Linked DNA regions of Mus musculus: all the other regions are linked to region 3. A link is a contact called in public Hi-C and promoter capture Hi-C data. All regions are on one chromosome and are shown on one strand. Each heading gives the region's core, a stretch centred on a gene start, on an enhancer-like site or on the middle of the called end of the contact. The rest is flanking DNA. Distances are from core to core; before and after follow the strand shown.

Region 1 (2,888 bases), core at 315-2,814, 1.7 Mb before region 3:
AACAGAAACCCAAGGAACTAGAACACCAGTTGTTTACCTTCCTCAGGCCTTAGGGCCCTTAACAGAGCCCACCCCTGGGACATCTACTATGTAACAGCCTCCATGGGAGGGCAGGGACTGAGAGCTAAAGTCTCTGAAAGATCATTAAGGTGAGGAAAAGTTTCCCAAGTCTCGGCAGAAACTGCTGTCCTTCTCCATTACACAGCCCTACAGTGGCACAGCTATAGACACAACTCCCTCACACTGCGGTTCAGTAGTGCCAAACCTCTGGCTGGATCCCAGGACTGCAAGACCCTCCACTCCTTTCTGGCTCTAACAGGGCATCTAAGAGAGCCTAGGTGACCCCACGGGAACTGTCTTCCTAAAGCCTAAGTGCTAGTTGTCTTTTAAAGCAGGTTAGGAACTTCAGGAGACTGCTGCACCCTCTTTCACCATCCTCCCAAAAGTACTCCTGAGACTTTCCTGTGGCTTTGTGTATTTCCATTAGGACACAACTGACCTTTCTCCCAGAAGTGAAGAAATAGGAGACTGGCAGGGGCAGAAAGGTCTGGGGTGACCAGACTGAAAACTGCTACCACAACTGGCAGGTAGCTGGTGTGATTTCATAATCTGCCTCAAATCAGAGCCTGAAGCAACTCCGTCCTGTTAACCACTTTTTTTTTTTTTAAACTTTTGGCTATGGTATAGCTCTTTGCCTCTTTTCCATGCAGGCCCAAGCCAGTCTGTCAGACACTCATGCCAAGACCAGATTACCACCCCCATCTCCTCCCTCCCGCCTTCCCCCCCTCCCCGCGGCGTTAACCATCCGGTAAGCACTTCCCAAATCCCTCCCCAGTTTAAGACTTGCCCTTTATACAGCAAACCTGTTCCCAAGGGATCCCAAGAGGGAGTTCATGCAACACACAATGTCGCTTCCACTCGGCCCACCCTCAATCTGCAGAACCACGGTTGTCCTCGCCAGCCCGACTCCTGGACTCAGGAAAGTGGGTGTGGAAAAAAAAGCAAGCCTCCACGAGTCAGGAGCGAGGGAACGGTGTCCTCGATATCTTGGGAGTATGTGTATGAGAACTCCTTCCACGGGGCCTCCCGCTTCTGCTCTGCAGCCTGGTACCTCGCACTAGCAGTCTGGCCGGGTTCGGGGCCCAACCCCCATCTCCACGCATTCACTCAACCCTGGAGGCAGCCAAACCTTTATCCCTTAAGTCCAGCCGTTCCCCGCCTCCCACCCCCAGCTGCAGCGCTCCTCCCGGATTATCACCCCCGGCCCCCTGCTCCCACTTTCCTCTTTTGGCACTCCTTCGCCTGATGCACGCACTCTCCACCCCCAGCCACCCAGCTCAGGTCTCCTCCTGCGCGGACGCCTCCCCAGCAGCAGCCTTCTCTCCCGGCTCTCCAACCCGTGGAGCCTTCGGGCTTCACCACTCCGATGCCACCCGTCTGGACTCACCGCGCGGGGTTGGAGGTCGAGGGCCCGGGAGAGAGCCCGAGAACCCGGGCCGCGGCCGCTCCAGCAGCTGTAACAAACCAGCGGCGGTGGCTACCCCGCTGGCAGCTCTGGCCGAATCAGCTCCCCGAGCCGGGGCGGTGACGTCACTACCACGCGCCTATCACGTTGTGCCTCTTGGGAAGTGTAGTTTCTAGGCTGCCTCCTCACCGGCCCGCCCGGCGCCTCCTGGGAGTTGTAGGCTTTTCCCTGGTCTAGCTTTTGATCCCACCGCGAGCTTTGGCACCCCGCAGAACGTCCCACCCTGACGCAATAGTGAGATCAGATGCTGTCTCTTTGGTGCGTTAACAATTGTAGCTTTTGCATCTGCGCCCTTCACGTGTTGCACAAGCGGTTTGTCCATGTCCCATCTTGTAGTCGAAGACTTAAGAGTTTTAAGTAACCTGCATTAAGGCCCTGCTAAGATAGCCTGACCCTAAATGCAGAGGTTGTTTTGGTTTGGTTTTTTCCTAACCGTCGCTGCCTGGGCCCCGGATTATCTCCAGAAGCCGAGAAACACTACCCTTTGCCCCGAAGGAGCCCCATTCACTCCCGGGATTACATTTTTCAGGACTTTAGTTGGGTACATGTGTTCAGGGTAGAGACAGGAGCCTGTGGGCATCTTTGGCCCACCTAGTCTTTATGCTTAATCCTTGCTGGTGTAGGTCTGGCCACTCCTGGATCTCCTCCCTACATCAGGTATAAAATAGGATTTATGTCATAGGACGAGACCTTACTAACGTGAGGAGCTTTGAGCTTCTGTCTGAGGTTAATACGTGTAGCTTTAGGTAGGGAGCCTCATTTCTGCAACTTTCATGTCTGGAAGCTCTGAAAAGAAGGGCACAGACTTTATTGCTAGGTACATATAGTGTATGTACATCTTTATTGGCAGAGTAAGCCTGGACAAATGACTTGTCTTAATCTCAGTTTTACAGCTGTCAAAACTTACTCCCAAGGTTGCTTTGATATTTCAAAAGAATGTCATACAAAGCACTTCTTATCTTGTAGGAACGCAACTAGAGTGTTCTTTGGCTCTCCTAGGTCACTCCCACTTTCCACGTCAACAATAGAGGGCCTCCTTTTAGTTGTTTCTACTTCCCCCGCCCACCTTCTCAGTCTCGTGCCCATAAACCCTGGCAAGGCTGGAATGACAGGAATAGATGACGTAACAGATGCCAGCCTGGCTGGCTGTATATGCGCGACGGACTGAACATGCGAGGACTGGAAGGAGAAGGCCTGCCCGGACAACCTGGGGAGCTTTTTCCTTAGACCCGCCCATCATCAGGGAGCTGCCAGAGGGGGTGGGGGCGGGGAGGAATAGCTGTCTCCGGCCGGAGGCGGAGCCCTGGAAGCCAGGAGTGAGTGTATATCTATCTGACTTACCCTGAGAAGTAAAAATGGGCAG
Region 2 (2,913 bases), core at 360-2,859, 1.5 Mb before region 3:
GGGGGCGGTGAGTCAGCCCAGCTTCACCCAGATCTAGGCGGAGAAGGGCGGGGCGGGAGCCTGGCCCTCAGCTGGCCTCACGTCCCCACTCCACGTGTGCCCCTCGCACGTGGCACCCCAACGAGGAACCCCGGAACTCGAAGCACCGCCTTCTCCGCTTCCCTTCTGTCGCAAGGAAAACCCCGCCCTCGCCCCGCCCCTCCCGGGCGTCCTGGGTCGTAGGCTGGCCCTAAAACCAAGCTGGGCCGGGACAACTGAGGGGAGGAGAGAAGGCGACAAGCGTTGCTCCGGCAACTTGAGGGGCGGAGCTCATTATGTAACGAGGCCGGGAGGCAATGACCAATGAGATGGCGGCCACGGCTTCTACTGAATGAAAACAAATGCAGCACGTGGGCCCGGCTCTGCAGCCATGTGAGCCCTCCCCAGGCTAAGTCGCTGTGGGTGCCCTGCCTGGAGATGAGTCCCAAGCACCCGACTCCTCAAATGAAGCTCCCCACTGCCGCTGAGGATTCCCCTGTGAACTCTGACCCAGTCACGCAAACCCACCAGCCCGGATCGCCCCACTTCCCAAGACTACCTGGAAGTAGGCTAGAACTGTAGAAAAGGGAAAAGAGACAGGCATACTATAGCTGCAAGGAGTGGGCAAATGGGGACGTGTCCAGAGACTGCTTCAAAATGCTGAGTCTCCCTAAACTCTTCCACTCGCCACTGGTATCCACCCTCCATTTCATCCGTTCTCGGACTGAGGGGAACTCAGGGGGTGCTAGTGATGCGTTTTAGGCACATTCCCAGCCGTAATAACCCTCTTTAGAAATCTTACCTAGTGGCTTTCATCTTAGCACAGTAACAAACACCAGCCAGAGGGAATCCCCAATCCCTTACAAAGTTCCTCTCATAAGCCTTGGATGGAAATGGAGACAGTGACAGAGCAAAGATAAGAATCTCAGTACCTGTGTTGTTATTGGAGTCCAGGGTCGTCATGTCTTCACCAGCTGAAAGCGGTCATTCAAACTGGACCTTGACACAAACTGGAGGTTGTGATGGCCTCTCTCGCCCCCTGGGCAATGGCTGAGGGAGACGAGTGAGCCCCGCAGTTCGCAATCAGGATTCCAGGCACTGAGCAGTAAGGTCTTGGGGTGGCTATACTGCAGCCCTCCAGAAGGGTAGGACGCTGAGGCACCTGAGATCTGATTTGCATGGGAAGAGCAGAGAGTGTGTGTGTGAAGAATCAGCCTGCAGCAGTTCTGGCTATAAGGTAGCAAGGAGAGTCGGGTCTCTGCAGTGCACCGGATGCCACTCCTGAAGGCTCCGCAGTGAAGCAGGGTAATGAATCTGGAGCTCCGGGTGCAAAAGTCCCAAAGGAAGAGAAGCTGCAACCAGGAAGTAAGTAGGTGATGGAGAAATGAGGCACCAGGACGCAAAGAGAGACGTGTGCCCTGCTACGTTTCCTCAGCAGTAATATTTCACTCTGCCAATCTCAACCGCCTTTTGCCCGAGCCTTTCCCTGGGACAGAGGGCTCTGCGCAGGCGCCAGCAGCCCAGGGTTCCCGGGCCGCACGCGGCACTGGAGCAGGTACCATGTGATTCCAGGGAGCGCCTCGTGCCCCAGTGACACACTTTTCCAGCAGCCGGCACGTTGAGATCTGTGCGCCTGCGCACCGCCAGGATTGTTGGGATTTGTAGTCTACTGACAATGTAGGTGGAGTGTGCCTATTCCTTTTCTGCTTTGCAAAAGTGCTTGCTGGCAGCGGGGAGGAGCTGAAAGTGGACTGGGGTGGGGTTTTCTGAAGAGTCAGGGTGGCGTGTTTGGAAAGCCTTGTATGGCAAGGGCATGTGAATTCCTGGGGAGGGCCTGGCAAGCTTTACTGCTCCGTGGAAGATCAAAGCTAAAAGGCCCTTTCTGCAAACCTAGCAAACGTGAGAGCTTCACGTGATTGGAGAACTGACCTCACCCTGAGGTTAGTGGTGACTAGGGGGAGAAAGACAAGCTGGGAGGAGAGATTTCCCTTAAATCAAGAACTTAAGCATCTTTTGCTATGGTGACAAGGTGGGCGACAAGCAGTGTAAATAAAACCCCTTTCTCTTCTTCACCCTAACCCCAGCCCCCACGGGTAGGACTGGCATAGCACGGGGATATCCCTAGGGACTCCCTGTTTGCTTATATGACACCACACTGCCCACTCAAGTGACTTTGGGGTGAGTCATTTCCCTTTGTCTGGGAAATAAAAAGGAGAACAAAGGGAAAGTGCTCTGAGGTCCTCATAGAGAGAGGGGGGTCTGCTCTCTGCAGGGCTTCATGATAGCAGAAGAAGCCCACAGTTTAGGGAGAACATGAGGATCATTTAACTCCCACCCCTCAACTCCCCGAATTGGCAGGGTGTAGTGGCTCGTGCCTGCAATCACCGTCCTTGAGAGGCTGAGGTAGGAGGACTGTCGTGAATTTGAAGCTGACTTGAGCTGCAAAGCAAGCTCCTACTAAGCGAGGAGGGAGTGAGGATCTTCCCTCCTCTTACTGAAGAAGAAAAGGGACCGCCATCTCAGGGACTGGCTCAAGGTCAGGCATTCACTGCTTATTTCTTGTGACCGTCCCGTCCCTGAGATGGCGGATAAATGAGCACATGAAGCACTTAGCATCTCTCTCAGAGCAGCAGTCATCTCAGGAGTGAGAAACACAGAGGCCTGGGGGAAGGGGTCTGTTCTCTGGGGCTTGGGTTGTAAAGAGAGATGGACACGTATCTTCAAGCAGTCGAGTAAGCCCCAGCCACCCTGCTCCTATCTCCAAGTCCTCTGTAATCTCTACACTTGGGGATGGAGGGGGGGTGCTTTTTTTTTTTTTTTTTTAACCTTAAGTCTTTCTCTACTTGCACTTAGGAAGCTCCAGAGAGTTCTGGGAATCCTGGGAAGCAAGCTACC
Region 3 (2,700 bases), core at 166-2,665:
GAAATCCACCTTCCTCTGCATCCCAAGTGCTGGGATTAAAGGTGTGTGCCACCATCCAGCAGTTTCTTGTTTTGAAAGTCTCATTGTATAGATCTGCTGGGTCTCAAACTCGCAGGCATCTATCTGCCAGCCTCTGCCTCACAAGTGCTAAGATCAAAGGCGTGCCCCACCACACCCGGCCTATTTTTCTGGTTCTTCAGAGACAGTAGCCAGTCTAGTACTGAATTCACTTGACCTTGAACTTTTTCCTCTGGCTTCCTTCTCCTGAGAGCTGGGATGTACCACCATACCTAGAAGTTGGCAGTATTTTTAAGTTAAGAGATTTTATATAAAGCACCCACTCTTTGGGGAGCATTTGAATAAAGTCTGACACAGTAGTTATCAGCCTCTGGTTCTCCTATTGGCCCCCACAAACCCAGTTACATCACACTTGGCTGTCTCTTTTTTTTTTTTTTTTTTTTTTTCGGTTTTTCGAGACAGGGTTTCTCTGTATACCTTGGCTGTCCTGGAACTCACTCTGTAGACCAGGCTAGCCTCGAACTCGGAAATCCGCCTGTCTCTGCTTCCCAAGTGCTGGGATTAAAGGTGTGCGCGGTGGCACTTGCCTTTAATCCCACCACTCATGGGGCAAAAGCAGACCCCATGTGGCCAGCCTGGTCTATAGAGTTCCAGCACAGCCAAAACCCTGTCTTGAAAAAACAAAAAGAAAGGTTAACTGCTTTGAAAAAAATATTCACCTAGACTCTACAAAGGCTTTACCTCACACACAGGCTTGTAGGACAAAAGGCATCCTGTGAGGCTTGGACATTTTTTTCCTGGGGTCCCCACTCCTACCTAAGGGACTACTTCCTTCCTTAGAAGAATTAATCTAAATAATAATTTTTGGTTACCAATTTTAAAACATGCTAATCCAAATGATACCCTATATAAGGTCCAAATTTTGATCACGTTATTTTATGCTGATTAAATGGCTATATCTGTGAATACGTGCAGAGAAGGGTAGGTTGATGGGTGGCTGGATCAGTCGAATTTTGGAGGACCCGCACGTAATTACCCTTTAAAGCAAATCGATCCTCACCCTAAGACCCATCTCAGAGCTAGTGCCAGGACCCCAACAGGGTCAAGATGGTAGAACGTGCGGTAGGCGCAGGCGCGCTCGAAACCTCCGCCAGTTTTCGCGGCCGCTCAGACAACTACCATGCCCACTGCGCAAGCGCGCAGGCGGACCAAGCTTTCCCTCCCCCCTCTCGCCCCTCCCTGAGTCAACAGAACATCCTTTCCAGGCCAAACCCAGTGCGCACGCGTCAAGCCTTGACTCCGCCCCCCGACCAATAGGAAGCCGCAGCGCTCGGGCGTCCGGGAGCTTGACTCCATGGGTGGGGCCGAGACGTGAGGGCAGCGCGCTGGCGTCACAGGGGCGGCTATATAAGTGAATACAGGCGCCGCCCCTCCGCCCCAGTCACTGAGCCGCCGCCGAGGACTCAGCTGCCTCCCCCTCGAGCCCCCTCGCTTCCCGACGCTCCGTCCCCCCCGCCCGCCTTCTCCCGCAGCCGCCTTCCGCAGGCCGTTTCCACCGAGGAAAAGGAATCGTATCGTATGTCCGCTATCCAGAACCTCCACTCTTTCGGTGAGCCTGGGGAAGGTCGCGCGGGCCTGGGGGGGGGGTGGCGGGGTCGGAGCTCGGAGAGCCGCCGAGCGCGGCGAGCCCATCTTAGCTCGGGCTGGAGGGGTGGTGATGCCCGTGGAACCGAGATCTGCGCCCAGGGTCGACCTCTGAGGGTGCCCGGAAGAAACGGGTGGGAGGTGAGCCCTTGGGCGGGCCCGGCGTCTCGGGTGGCGCATTTACTAATGGCTCCTGCCTCTCGGCGAGCCACACCCGCCCCCTCCCGCCACCCCTGCGTCATGTCCTCTACGTCACCGTCGTTGTCTCGGAGCTGGGAGGGAAGGCCCCGCCTCGGGAGCCTGGCTTCCGGTAGGTTGCATCAGCCGGGTGGGGCGCTGCCTGCCCACTAGGTCTCTCCAGCACGTGATCAGCCTTGGCGGGAGGGCTGGCCTAGAGCAGAAAGCTAGCTCTAGTACTGGCCAGTTCCCGGAGGGACAACAAAGGACACCTCCGGATTATTTCTTCACAGACCCCTTTGCTGATGCAAGTAAGGGTGATGACCTGCTTCCTGCTGGCACTGAGGATTATATCCATATAAGAATTCAACAGAGAAACGGCAGGAAGACCCTTACCACTGTCCAAGGGATCGCTGATGATTACGATAAAAAGAAACTAGTGAAGGCGTTTAAGAAGGTGGGTCTGCTGTGGAGAGAGCACGTTGTATGGTCTACCAAGGGAGAGGGTGCAAACGTCAAGGGAGTCCGTGTTGATGGCATGGCCTCTTAGATGCTGCATCCTTTTGTCCTTGCAGAAATTTGCCTGCAATGGTACTGTAATTGAGCATCCAGAATATGGAGAAGTAATTCAGCTACAGGGTGACCAGCGCAAGAACATATGCCAGTTCCTGATAGAGGTGAGTTTAGGCCGCCCTCAATGCATTATGGGTTTCCTGAATTTCTAATCCTTACAGTTGAGCTTTTAAATACATGTAGACATTCCCACTTTCAAACAGTACTTGGGGGTGGCATAGGGAAGTTTTAGTAACAGTGGTCAATTGAACCATTGTGTCTACTGGGATAGACTGAAGTACTCTTCTT
Region 4 (2,700 bases), core at 36-2,535, 1.6 Mb before region 3:
AGCAGAGGCTATGTAGTTAATGTCCATGACATCTGTGGCCACCAGAGGGCACCCTAGCCCCAGAGTTGGCCCCACCCCATCAGGTATGCCTCAACATCAAAAAATGTCTATATTCCTTGGCCCCACCTTGGTGGGGGTGAAATAGTTCAGAAAGTACCAGATCGAGATGCCATCAGTCAGACAAGGAATGCCGTCCTCCTTTTTAGGTAGTAATACCCTGTTGGGACTGAGAGCGACTGGGATGTCCCTCCATCCCTACTACCCATGATTGGGCAAGGCATTTCCCTTTCTGGCCCAGTTCACAGAGGTGAAATCACCAAGGTCTCTTTCAGAGCTAACACTGGGCAGAGTTCTAGGATGGGAGATGCAGCTCCTCCTTTCTCACCTCAGCATGCATCGACTCAAGCCAGCTCACACCACTGCTACATAATGAGCAGAGATCGTCGGGACACTCCATGACCCAGCCTCCGACGCCCTCCAGATGCCCCAGACTCCACGACATCGAGGTAATGTGCCAAGGGAAGCAGAAAGGCAAGGTCAGGTGAGCCAGGAGCCCCAGAGGGTCTTGATTCATTCAAGACAGACATCCGGTTTCCTCTGGCCTCTCTGCCAGGATCCAGGGGCTTAAAGAAATGAGTCATAATGGGGGGTATTGGGGAGTTCCCAGCTAATCAGCCTGGGACAGAACGGCCTGAATGCTGGACCAATTTATTTTTATCCAAATGTGGGGCAGGCGTAGACAGCAAGACCCTACCTAGGGTGCTGTGGAGGGCTCCCAGAAAAGCAGGAGGCAGCCACCAGGAAGCTTATGGGTCTGAAAAGAGGACAGGTTCTTTCTTCTCTCGGGATGTTTGTCCCAGGTATAGGTGACTTGAGAATCACAAATGAAGGGCAGAGGGGGCTCCCCAAGCACGTCTGCCAGAGGATGGAGAGACAGAAGCAGTCTTGATCTGAGCACCCATTCTTCCCCAGGGTCTGAGTTCCTTGCTATCCCCTCCAGGGTTTCACCAGCCTTGTTGGACAACTCGGATCCAGATCCAACACCCTGCAGCGATTCAGGCCTGGGTGTGGCTGGAAGAGAGGAAGAGAGTTTGAGGGGGGGACAAGACGTCAAGGAAGGAACAGAGATTCCCCGATTTCACAAAAACTTTCGCAAACAGCTTTTCCCCAACCCCCTGCATTGTCCTGAGCTATCATCAAATTTGCATAAATCCTGGGAAGTTATTACTAAGCCTGAGTTGCCCCAGCCCCAGGTAATTTCCTCCCGGGGCCTTGATGGCTTTATGTATAAAGGCCCCCTGGAGCTGGGCCCTGGCAGAGCCCAGAGCTGCAGCCCAGATCACCCAGAATCCATGGCTCAACTTTCTGCCCAGAGGCGCATGAAGCTAATGGGTGAGTGCCCTGGTTACCTGCCCTGGGTGTGGAATGGAGAGAGGCCGGATAACAAGTGCCTCAGACCCGTCTGTTTGCTCCTAGCCCTGCAGCTGCTGCTGTGGCAAAGTGCACTATGGTCAGGACGAGAGGCCGTTCCCCTGGTCACTGTCAGCGCTCTGCCACCATCCCTGCCTCTGCCCCGAAGCTTCCTGCTTAAGTCCCTGGAGCAAGTGAGGAAGATCCAGGCCAGCGGCTCGGTGCTGCTGGAGCAGTTGGTGAGTGGGGTTGCCATAGGTGTGGAGGGAAGGACTTGGGGGGGGTAGCGGGGGAGGCAGGAGCACAAATGAGAAGAGGGCAGACTAGGAACACACAGCAGTTGACAGTGTTTGCCCAGTGTGCACAAGAGCCTAGATGGCACCCTCAGAATACTGACAGAAACATTGAGGAAGGGAACATGGGGGGAGAAGGGCACAGGAAAGAGAATGAGTAGAGACAGCAGTGGGACCTCTGGATGGGACAGTCCTTAGGGTCACTAGGAAGGTAGGGAGCTGAGAAGCCAGGAGGACCTGAGCTGGACAAAGAGCCTGGCCCAGGTGAGCACCCTCAGTATCCTTCCATCTACAGTGTGCCACCTACAAGCTGTGTCACCCCGAGGAGCTGGTGTTGCTGGGCCACTCTCTGGGGATCCCGAAGGCTTCCCTGAGTGGCTGCTCTAGCCAGGCCCTGCAGCAGGTGAGTATTTTCGGAAAAAGGAGGACCAGGAGGAGAAGGGGGAGGAGGGGGAGGAGGAGAAAGAGGGAGAGGAGGGGGAGAAGGGGGAGGAGGAGGGGGAGGAGGAAGAAGAGGGGGAGGAGGGGGAGGAGAAGGAGGGGAAGAAGGAGGAGGAGGGGGAGAAGGAAGGACTACATCCTACTATTTGGGCTCCTGAAGAGAGCAAGCATCCCAAGATGTACTGCCTAACCCTGCTATCTTCCCCAGACACAGTGCCTAAGCCAGCTCCACAGTGGGCTCTGCCTCTACCAAGGTCTCCTGCAGGCTCTATCGGGTATTTCCCCTGCCCTGGCCCCCACCTTGGACTTGCTTCAGCTGGATGTTGCCAACTTTGCCACCACCATCTGGCAGCAGGTGAGTACCATCTGGAGGGGGTCATGGCAGCACACCTGGGCACCCTGGAAGCTCTCTATATTTTCAGAGGCCTGTTTTTTGGGAAGACACCCCTCGCCCCCTACCCCGCTTCCTCCAGGCTGAGAGACAGACAGACTCTGTCCAGAGACAGACTGGGTTGGAGTCTTGGTCCTACCGTTAACGTTTAATGAGCCCCACAGG
Region 5 (2,739 bases), core at 127-2,626, 1.6 Mb before region 3:
GCGGTAGCAGAAAAATCAGGAATTCAAGTCCATTCTGGGCTACATAAAACACTGTCTCAAAAACAGAAACAAGGATCTGGCAAAGAGGCTCAGCAGGTGAAGGTGTTTGGCGTGCTAATATGAGTTCAAATCCCCAGAAAGGTGGGAAGAACTCTACAAACTCTACAAAAGTATCGTTTTTGTTTTTTTTTTGGTTTTTCCAGACAGGATTTCTCTGTATAGTCCTGGCTGTCCTGGAACTCACGTTGTAGACCAGGTTGGCCTCGAACTCAGAAATCCGCCTGCACCTGCCTCCCCAGTGCTGGGATTAAAGGCGTGTGCCACCACGCCTGGCTACAAAAGTATCTTACCTCCACAAGCATTCTGCGATGTGCATGCCCTCCCCGCCCATAAGTACATGTAGTTTTTTTTTTAAGTTTTACTTGTAAATGTATATGGAGAGAGTAAATAAATGTAATATTCATTCATTACAACAAATGGAGTGTTATTTTTGCAATAAATTAAGCCTAAATGGACAACTGTCAGTTCTCCAGGTGTTTCACCTCCAAAAGCCAAGAGTCGGGAATCTTTACCTGGGAACTAATGGCGTACTTCAGGTACGACAGGATCAGAGGATTGGGGGAAGGCCCAATCATAGCCTGCTCCAGGAGCGCTTCTGCAAGGAAAATTAAAGTAAGGCTGAGTGTTTACAGCTTTTCTGAGGACACCCCTCCCATCCTTCTTTGCCCATTTTACTTGAGACCTGCTAGGTTGAGAATGTCCCAGGTGGCTCCTTTGGGGAAGAATTTTTTCATGTTGATTGCCCATTGGTAGTCACTCCATCGCTCTTTCCAGGCTTGCAAAATGGCCTGCTTCAGGTTCACCACCTTCATGATGTCACTCCAAGGAGGCGAGATGAGTGACAAGGTGGGAGTTTAAAAACGGAGCCAGATGAGAACTGGAGTTCTGAGGGAAAGAACAAGGGAGACATAAATAGAACGGAAATTCGAGAAGGTTTAAGCAAAACAAACAAACAAACAGAAAAATAAACAGAGAGGAAAAAAACTAGGCAGAGTAGAAGGCGTCAAGTTAGCGGCTCTGTCACCTTCTCGGTTTCTGAACAACCGTTTCTCGAATTGGGACAGAAAGTGTCAACAAAGCCCTGAAGCGAGCAGGAAAGGGTTAAGCCCGCTCCGGTTGTCTAATTATGCCCTTCGCTCTAGCTGCGTTCCTCACCACTTCCACCCCAAACCCAGATCTACCCTCTCCCCATTGCCTCTACCTTCCTCGGCCCTGAAGTTGTAATTCCTTCTTTTCCTACATCTACCATCTCCCCAAATTTAAGCCTACCATACAAACCGGTTGTACATCGTAGGCAGCGCCATCTTGACACCTACTAAGGAAATCATTTACCATTGGCCGGCGGCAACACACACCAACCAATAGAAACGTAGCAAGAGGCGAGTCCTGCCACAATACCTTCTGGGAATTGTAGTTCTTTGTCTAAGACTTGTCTAAGCTGCCAAACAGGCAGAAGGATTAATCTAATTGGTTCTGGTGGTTTTTATCTGAGATAATCCGAAGAGCTGAGGTACGCTGGTACCCAGAGTCTCAGGGTCTATGGAGAAACCAACTCTCTGTCTCCCAGTGATGTTGCCATCTATCCCTACCTTCAATCATTCTGATACTGTGGCTATTTCCCAGAAACGAGGCATAACAGTGAATTCTAGCCTGGCTTCTGTTTTGGCTTCTAACCTGGCTTCTATTTGGGTTTTGGCCTTTGTTCTCGAAAGCCCCTGTAGGCACTAGAGCTCTCATTTTCATATTTCTATTCCAAAAGAGACACTGAAGTGTGGGTAGCAGCACACATACCATCATTTTAACCCCAAATCTGACAATTCTCCCAGAATTCACTGATCCTGAATACTGTTTGGATACAAAAGGAAATAAGGAGAAAACAGAAGCTGAGCATGGCACCACGCCCTTAGTGCCAGCACTCAGAAGGCAGAGGCAGCTGGGTCTCTGAGTTTAAGCCTGGTCTACAGAGTGAGTTCCAGGACAGCCAGGAGGACTACACAGAGAAACTCTGTCTAAAAAACACAAAACACAAAAACAAAAACAAAGAAACAAAACAAACAAACAAACAAAACAGAGGAAATATGGGTTAAGATTATTGGGTGTCTCAAAAACTGTTTAAGAAGGCCTCGGGGGCTGGTGAGATGGCTCAGTGGGTAAGAGCACCCGACTGCTCTTCCGAAGGTCCGAAGTTCAAATCCCAGCAACCACATGGTGGCTCACAACCATCCGTAATGAGATCTGACTCCCTCTTCTGGAGTGTCTGAAGACAGCTACAGTGTCCTTACATATAATAATAAATAAATCTAAAAAAAAAAAAAAAAAAGAAGGCCTCGGGATCAAATGTGGTATTGTGGCTAAGACCATTCTGCACATTTGGAGGCAGAGCTTTATCACCCCTCTTTTTCTTGGCTCCCAATCTCATATCCCAAGGAGATAGGTCAGCCTGTTTCTTCAAATTCTGTCTATATTCCCCAACCCATTCCTCTTCTGTCCCACATTCCTCTTTGTACAGCTATGAAAGCACTCTACACTGAACTACAGCCCCCTCCCTGAGCTACCTTTTGACTGAGAATCAGGATAAATATTGAGAAAACAGTCCACATGGGCTCTAAAACTGGCCTTGTAGACATGTAGGAGACTAATAGGATCCTGGGTACCTGGAGCACGCTATGAACAGGGAGA
Region 6 (3,006 bases), core at 41-2,540, 1.7 Mb after region 3:
AATGCTGAAGAGCGCGTCCATATATCTCAGCTCTCTACCACCAATCCAACCGTCAGCAAATGCACCATGATGACCACCACCGTTCTGAAGAGTGAACACCATATGGTGTTTGACACATAGTAGGTGCTCCGTATGGAAATAAGCGATGCAGTACATGCAACCTGCCCCCAAGTGTCTGAGACTAATCATGTGAAACCCCTCTGGCTCTGCTGCAGGCTAGGCAGCAGGTCCTAGGTGCAGGACAGGAAACACACATGTAAGACATTGAAAGATCCTTACAGCCCCTCAGCCATCCCGGCCATCGCTTCCTAGTGTGCAAAAACAGAGCTTAGGACTTTAATAAATGGGGTCTTCACATTCATGAAAACCCAACGTGGATCTTCCTGCAATGTGGATCATGCCAACTTTTATCTTGGTGTTAATATTGGTTCTCTCCCACTGCTGAGAAATTCTTATTAATAACATGACTAAAGTTTTCTTTTTAAAATAAGAACACATACGAGCTCAATAATATACACATTTCCTAGTGGTGCAATTAGGAGGAATTTTCAGATGGCTCGGGTCTTTATCATTTTGTTTTTTTCCATCTAAGTCAAACTTTATCTGGAGAAGCCAGGAAAGCCTTGGCTCAGCTACTTCCTCTTCTAGGGTATTTTAGGGTATTTGGATTTCCTGACACGGACAGGAAAAGCTCCACACCCAGATTGTAACGTCATCCCGTTGCCATGGCAACGAAGGCAGACATTCCACGGTGACCTCACTGCAGAACTAGGCAGCTGTCACATGACGCGCGGCCAAGAGACAGCCCTGCCACCTGTTAAGAGAACGTGGTAGCCTTGACCCCGCCCAAGCCCAAGCCAGAGCTGGTAGAGGCTGAGGTCAGGCACTTTGGGGGTTGGGGGGCGTCTCTGGGCATGCGGAGTCCAGCTCCTCCGCTTCATGCGCGGGGAGTAGGCGTCGACTCCAGGCTGGTCCCCAGCACCCGCTCTTGCTCTCAGGTCGGCGACCGCGCCCAGGATCCACCCCCCCCCCATGGACCCCACTCCAGCCCCCAAGTAGTAGTCGGGGCCCGCTGGGAGCGGCTACGGGTTTGGCCCTCCCAGAGACTCACGCGTTGCCCACGTAGACCCTCGGGACGACCTCGTTGCAGGGCTGGCTCGGCAGGCTGTAGCAGCCGCTGCCATCCGAGAGCAGGTCGTTGAGATCTTGCACCGAGAGTTCGAACGAGCTGGACATGGCGGCGGCGGGGCGCTGCACGCCAGGGCAGGAGCGAACGAGGGGGAGAAGCCGGGTCAGCGGGGCGGGGCTGCCCAACCGGGAGCCGCCCCGTCCCGCCCCGGAGGCGGGCCCACTGGGTGCGGGAAGCTGCGGTCACGCTAGGCAGCGCAGAGGACACGCGCGACTGGCCAAGCGCCGCAGGACCCCGGGGCACGTTCCTGGCCGAGATGCCATCACTCCCGTGTCATCCGTACTCATTCACCCTGGCTAAGGCAGTGGAGCGCAGGCACTTCATTTACTGAACCCAATGCGGGACGCCTGGGTACACCTGGAGTCGCTCTTTCAGGATAATGGGTACCCCTGGGGTTTGCTGTGAACCCTTCTCGCTGCACACCAGCAGAGTGGGCATCCATTCATTCACCCCAAACACACACGTCAGAACACATCTTCCCAGCCCACGACTGCTGAACCAACAACCTGCCTACCCAGGAGATGGATCCTTACCCAAGGTTACAGGAAAGAGCCCTATTCTGGAACACTTCTTTTAATGTTTGATGTGAATCAGCATTGAACTTTTTAAAGGCTGAAGGTATAGGTCGCCAGGTTTGGCATCTGACCCTGGGGGACTACTTTAACCTTAGCCTGTGTGCTGGCGACTAAAAGGGAGGAAAGCAGTTTGAACAGCTATAATTTTGTGAGACCCGAAGTGTCTACGAATCTGTAACTTTTGAGTGTAAACACAATATAAATGGAGAATTCTCACACCTGACCTGTGACAGTCAAAACACAGGCACACTAAAAATTACTGTACAAAACTGTATTCAGGATATATTTATATGTGACGCATTAATGGATTTCATGTTTAGACTTGGATCCACTCACTACATATAGTATATATATTATATCGTAAAGTCTCAAACATTTCTGTCCCAAGCACTTCAGTAAAGAATATGCAACATCTAACTCCTAAGAATTGCTGGAGGGCTGGCAAGATGGCTCAGAGGGTTAAGAGCACTGACTGCTCTTCCGAAGGTCCTGGGTTCAAATCCCAGCAACCACATGGTGGCTCACAACCACCCGTAATGAGATCTGACGCCCTCTTCTGGTGCGTCTGAAGACAGCTATAGTGTACTTATGTATAATAATAAATCTTTGGGCCAGAGCGAGTGGAGTTGACCTAAGTGAGCGGGTCATCTGTACAGCTATAGTGTACTCACATACTTAAAGTAAATAAATCTTTTTTTTAAAAATTTGCTGGAAAGATTCCAGAAACATTCAAGGGGTTGCGGAGGTTCCTGGGCTGGCAAGGTGCCCAGCATGCACAAAAACCTTAGTTCAGTTCCCAGCGCGGAACATACAGGCGTAGCGGTTGCAGAAGCAATTGACAGATGTTGAGCACTCACTGGGGGCCTGCGCCCTGGGCTGTGGGCTCTGGGCTAGTGTGGGGGTAAATCTTCCTCCACAGGTTCCTTTACAGCTGTTCCTGGGGTAGCTGCCATCTCACTGTGAGCCACATGGTGTCAGTAGCGAGTTTCCACTGAGAGCAAAGAGCACAAAAAGCGTCTCTCCAGTTGCCAGGGAAAATGGCCCGGTCCCTAACGCCAAAGGGGCAAATACAGTCTCCCCAGTGTGTCTCCTATTAAGATTTGTTTTCTTTATGGTTTTGTTTGTTTTACTTCATACTTTCGTTTTTTGAGGTCGGGTCTCATGTAGCCCAGGCTGGCTTTGCAGTATATAACCAAGGATAACTTTGAATTCCATCTGCCTGCTTCCATTTCCCAAGTGCTG
Region 7 (2,863 bases), core at 246-2,745, 1.9 Mb after region 3:
CAACATGGTTCATCCGTAGCCCATCTCCACAGCCAGCATGGGCTCTTGGGTCCCAGTGTGGAGGGCATAAGAGCCTGGGAGACCCTCCCTGCCTGCAACCTTAGGACCTAAGTGGAGGGCCAACAGGTTCCAATGTAAGGATTAGCCAGAGGTCTTCTGGCCCAAACCAATCTCCCATCCCTGCCTCCTTTTGTTCCTAGGATCTAACTCTATCTTCCCCTCCCACTGATCCCTAAACCCCTCTCTCCATTCCCATTCCCAAGATCCAAAGCTAATTCCAGGACCCAGAAGCATAGTGGTCACTACCAGAGTGATGGGTACACACACACACTACACACACTACACACACACACACCACACACACCCCAAAAGCAACTGCAGCTGCTATCCTTCCTCTTCAGGGACAAAGCTCATCTCAGAAGGCCAAACGCAGGGACATGAAGTGGTCACCTTCTCCCCGAAATGAAACACACTCCCCGCGCCCCCCCCCAGCTCTTAGATTAATTACTTATCGTCCAGCCAGTTCTCATCTTCCTGAGGGCCCCAGGGATGGGTGGGGAGGGGGGAAGCCGACTCCCCCAAGTTAACAAGGCACTATTAGAACCTCTGCCCCATGAGAAACAAACCCAAGATGAAAACTGGGCGCGGGAGTGGGGTGGGGAGATCTGCCCTAGCCAAGAAAGATCACCAATTCATCTCCCAGCTCTTTCCCGAGCTCCAGGGTGTCAGACAGAAGAGGGTGGTAATAAACGCAGTAACGCCTCACAGGCGAGGGGGTGAATAGCACAGACAAGTAAGATGGGCCCCGCAGTCCTCTTCCACCTGCAGGGACGTCAAGGACATAAAATCAAGGGTATGTTCTTCGCCACTTGGAGAAGCACTGTGGGTGGGCTGCGCCCCTCACCTCAGAGTAACAAGAAAGGGGTGTCTAGTGAAGAGAGGGTCTGCCCAGAATGCGGGTTGCAAGGCTCAAATCGCAGTTGCAACGGATTATGAGCCGCCGGGGAGGAGACAAATCAGACATCCCCGGCCGGTCTGCGGGACATTTGGGGGCGCGGGGTGCGGGGTGCGGGAAAATCGGCCCCTCCCTTACCTGCAGAGAAGGAGCCCTGCAAGGGAGGGATGAGGAGGGGCGCGCGCGGCGAGCCAAAGGCGACACTCCCCGGGCCCAGCGACGCTCCCTGGGGGTGCGGGCTGGCTCGGCGCGCGCGCCGGGAGGAAGGACAGGGTCGCGGGGAGCCCGCGGGCAGCGACGGCGGGAGGACGGGACGCTGCGGGGCGTCCCGGGGCCGTGGGAGGTGGGGTCCTGGCGGGTGCGGCGCGCTCACCCGCTGCGGCTCGAGCTCCGGCTTCGCGGGCGGCGGCGGCAGCAGCGGCGGCAACAGCAGCGGCAGCGCCTCCTCGACGGCTCCTCCATCTTTGCGGCGGCTCCTCCGGCTCCGCTCGCCGCCGCCACCAACAACAACATTCGGAGACGTCACTCTCGTCACGTGACCCGACCCCGAGCTAAAAATAGGCTCAGACCCCCCCTTTTTCGGGCTTCAACCGAGAACCCTCCCCTCCCATTCGGCCCTCCCCTCAGATGGGCGGGACCAATAGCGCCACCGTGACAGCTTCTTAAAGGGCCAATGCCCAGCCCAAGGTTAGGCTGGGGTGGAGGTGGCAGAGAAGGGATCCCGATCTCTTCGCCAAGTAATGAACTGAGTAGAACCCGGACCCCGGCTGCTGCAGGGGCTGGATGTGTGGGATTTACGATTTTGTTCTCTGTGCTTTTTCGACTTCCTTTTCAAACGGCGGATGGTGCAATCTTTGCCCGCCTGAGCTGTTCCCTAACACGCCCTTCCCTCGTTAGGGGGAGGGTAGAGGGGGGTGGAATCCTAGGGGCTGCCTTGGAAGTGGAAGCCCCTGCAGGCGCGTCAAAGCTGAAAGATTAGCTTGGACAAGTCTCTAACCCACCGTGCTAATATGGCACAGCGCTGCATCTTGTTAAAAGAAACTCCTTGGAGAAAGCCAGCATAGGTTGTAACTGTCCCTGGCCTTCAAAGGAACAGACCAAGAACCTAAAAGTCCGCTGGTCCCCAACTTTGATACCACACATACTACTACCACGTCAGTGGAACTGAACATGACTGTATCATTAAACCTACATTGTTTTGTCAATGACCTAGCAATTTTCCTAGCAAAAAATGTATTCTAAGAAAATATTGTGCTCCAAAATGAGTATAGGAAGAGATTGTTTGTTATATGAGATGTCAGAAACAACCTAAATAAATATCCATCAGGTAGGTATCTGCAAATAAACTAGGAGACATCTATTTAGTAAGTTATCATACAGATGCTCAAAATTATACATATGTGGGGGGTGTAAAAGCGGCTTTTGGGGCGTTTGACAGGAATCTGACATTGGTCAAGGACAAGAAAATGAGATTCAGGCAGGAATCTGACATTGGGCCATGACAAGGGAGTAAGTTCAGGTAGGAATCTAATTTTAGGGTGGAACAAAGAAGTAGATTTCAGGCAAGAATGTGATTTTGGGCTAGGACAGGGAAGTAGGCTCAGGTATCTTGGTCATCCTGACAAGCTCTTAGACTTTGTTTATTGCCTTGACATACGGCTTTAATCCCAGCACTTGGGAGGCAGAGGCAGGCAGATCTCTGAGTTTAAGACCAGCCTGGTCTACAGAGTGAGTTCCAGGACAGCCATACTGAGAAACCCTGTCTGGAAAAAACAAACAAACAAACAAAACAAAATATCCATTAGTTCCAATACTTTATACAAACGTTCATGAGTCTGACTCTGTATGCCTGAAAAATCTAGGTTATATAAACCAAACGTTTTCTTTCTTTTTTCTTTTCTTCTCCTT

The links. Promoter capture Hi-C pulls out the DNA fragments that hold promoters and counts their contacts. Hi-C and Micro-C count contacts between places; a contact is called where the count stands out from the background.
Region 1: a promoter capture Hi-C map of embryonic stem cells shows a contact between it and region 3, with 2.5 times the contacts expected there. The contact joins the promoter of Ormdl3 here to the promoter of Eif1 in region 3. A contact is called at or near these places in 1 of 39 promoter capture datasets (embryonic stem cells) and 1 of 115 datasets of contacts at active chromatin or transcription factors (astrocytes).
Region 2: a promoter capture Hi-C map of pre-B cells shows a contact between it and region 3, with 7 times the contacts expected there. The contact joins the promoter of Nr1d1 here to the promoter of Eif1 in region 3. A contact is called at or near these places in 6 of 39 promoter capture datasets (cranial neural crest, embryonic stem cells, hippocampal neurons and 2 more) and 1 of 115 datasets of contacts at active chromatin or transcription factors (embryonic stem cells).
Region 4: a contact with region 3 is called in a promoter capture Hi-C map of liver, with 3 times the contacts expected there. The contact joins the promoter of Csf3 here to the promoter of Eif1 in region 3. A contact is called at or near these places in 7 of 39 promoter capture datasets (the 3T3-L1 cell line, cranial neural crest, hippocampal neurons and 3 more).
Region 5: a promoter capture Hi-C map of embryonic stem cells shows a contact between it and region 3, with 4 times the contacts expected there. The contact joins the promoter of Med24 here to the promoter of Eif1 in region 3. A contact is called at or near these places in 2 of 39 promoter capture datasets (cranial neural crest and embryonic stem cells) and 1 of 115 datasets of contacts at active chromatin or transcription factors (astrocytes).
Region 6: a contact with region 3 is called in a promoter capture Hi-C map of pre-B cells, with 4 times the contacts expected there. The contact joins the promoter of Dusp3 here to the promoter of Eif1 in region 3. A contact is called at or near these places in 1 of 39 promoter capture datasets (pre-B cells) and 1 of 9 other capture datasets (liver).
Region 7: a Hi-C map of B cells shows a contact between it and region 3, with 6 read pairs. The contact joins the promoter of Hdac5 here to the promoter of Eif1 in region 3. A contact is called at or near these places in 1 of 39 promoter capture datasets (pre-B cells) and 1 of 484 Hi-C or Micro-C datasets (B cells).

What each region holds. Positions count from the first base shown.
Region 1 is chr11:98,585,681-98,588,568 of GRCm38.p6, forward strand. Ormdl3 (ORM1-like 3 (S. cerevisiae)) reads right to left here and starts at 1,565. Exons shown (of 4, transcript NM_025661.4): 1 at 1,448-1,565.
Region 2 is chr11:98,773,768-98,776,680 of GRCm38.p6, forward strand. It overlaps Nr1d1 (nuclear receptor subfamily 1, group D, member 1), which reads right to left and starts at 1,610. Exons shown (of 8, transcript NM_145434.4): 1 at 951-1,610. The coding sequence starts at 981. It overlaps Gm31862 (a long non-coding RNA gene), which reads left to right and starts at 1,644. Exons shown (of 4, transcript XR_880204.3): 1 at 1,644-2,047; 2 at 2,872-2,913.
Region 3 is chr11:100,318,534-100,321,233 of GRCm38.p6, forward strand. Eif1 (eukaryotic translation initiation factor 1) reads left to right here and starts at 1,416. Exons shown (of 4, transcript NM_011508.2): 1 at 1,416-1,627; 2 at 2,133-2,296; 3 at 2,415-2,516. The coding sequence starts at 1,597.
Region 4 is chr11:98,700,028-98,702,727 of GRCm38.p6, forward strand. Csf3 (colony stimulating factor 3 (granulocyte)) reads left to right here and starts at 1,286. Exons shown (of 5, transcript NM_009971.1): 1 at 1,286-1,392; 2 at 1,477-1,649; 3 at 1,999-2,106; 4 at 2,353-2,499. The coding sequence starts at 1,353. Gm38985 (a long non-coding RNA gene) reads right to left here and starts at 1,483. Exons shown (of 3, transcript XR_001780319.2): 1 at 1,410-1,483; 2 at 386-1,071.
Region 5 is chr11:98,728,043-98,730,781 of GRCm38.p6, forward strand. Med24 (mediator complex subunit 24) reads right to left here and starts at 1,377. Exons shown (of 26, transcript NM_011869.3): 1 at 1,330-1,377; 2 at 743-945; 3 at 573-655. The coding sequence starts at 872.
Region 6 is chr11:101,983,501-101,986,506 of GRCm38.p6, forward strand. It overlaps Dusp3 (dual specificity phosphatase 3 (vaccinia virus phosphatase VH1-related)), which reads right to left and starts at 1,291. Exons shown (of 3, transcript NM_028207.3): 1 at 1,112-1,291. The coding sequence starts at 1,236.
Region 7 is chr11:102,228,677-102,231,539 of GRCm38.p6, forward strand. Hdac5 (histone deacetylase 5) reads right to left here and starts at 1,496. Exons shown (of 27, transcript NM_010412.3): 1 at 1,329-1,496. Mir8101 (microRNA 8101) reads right to left here and starts at 1,474; the gene lies at 1,364-1,474.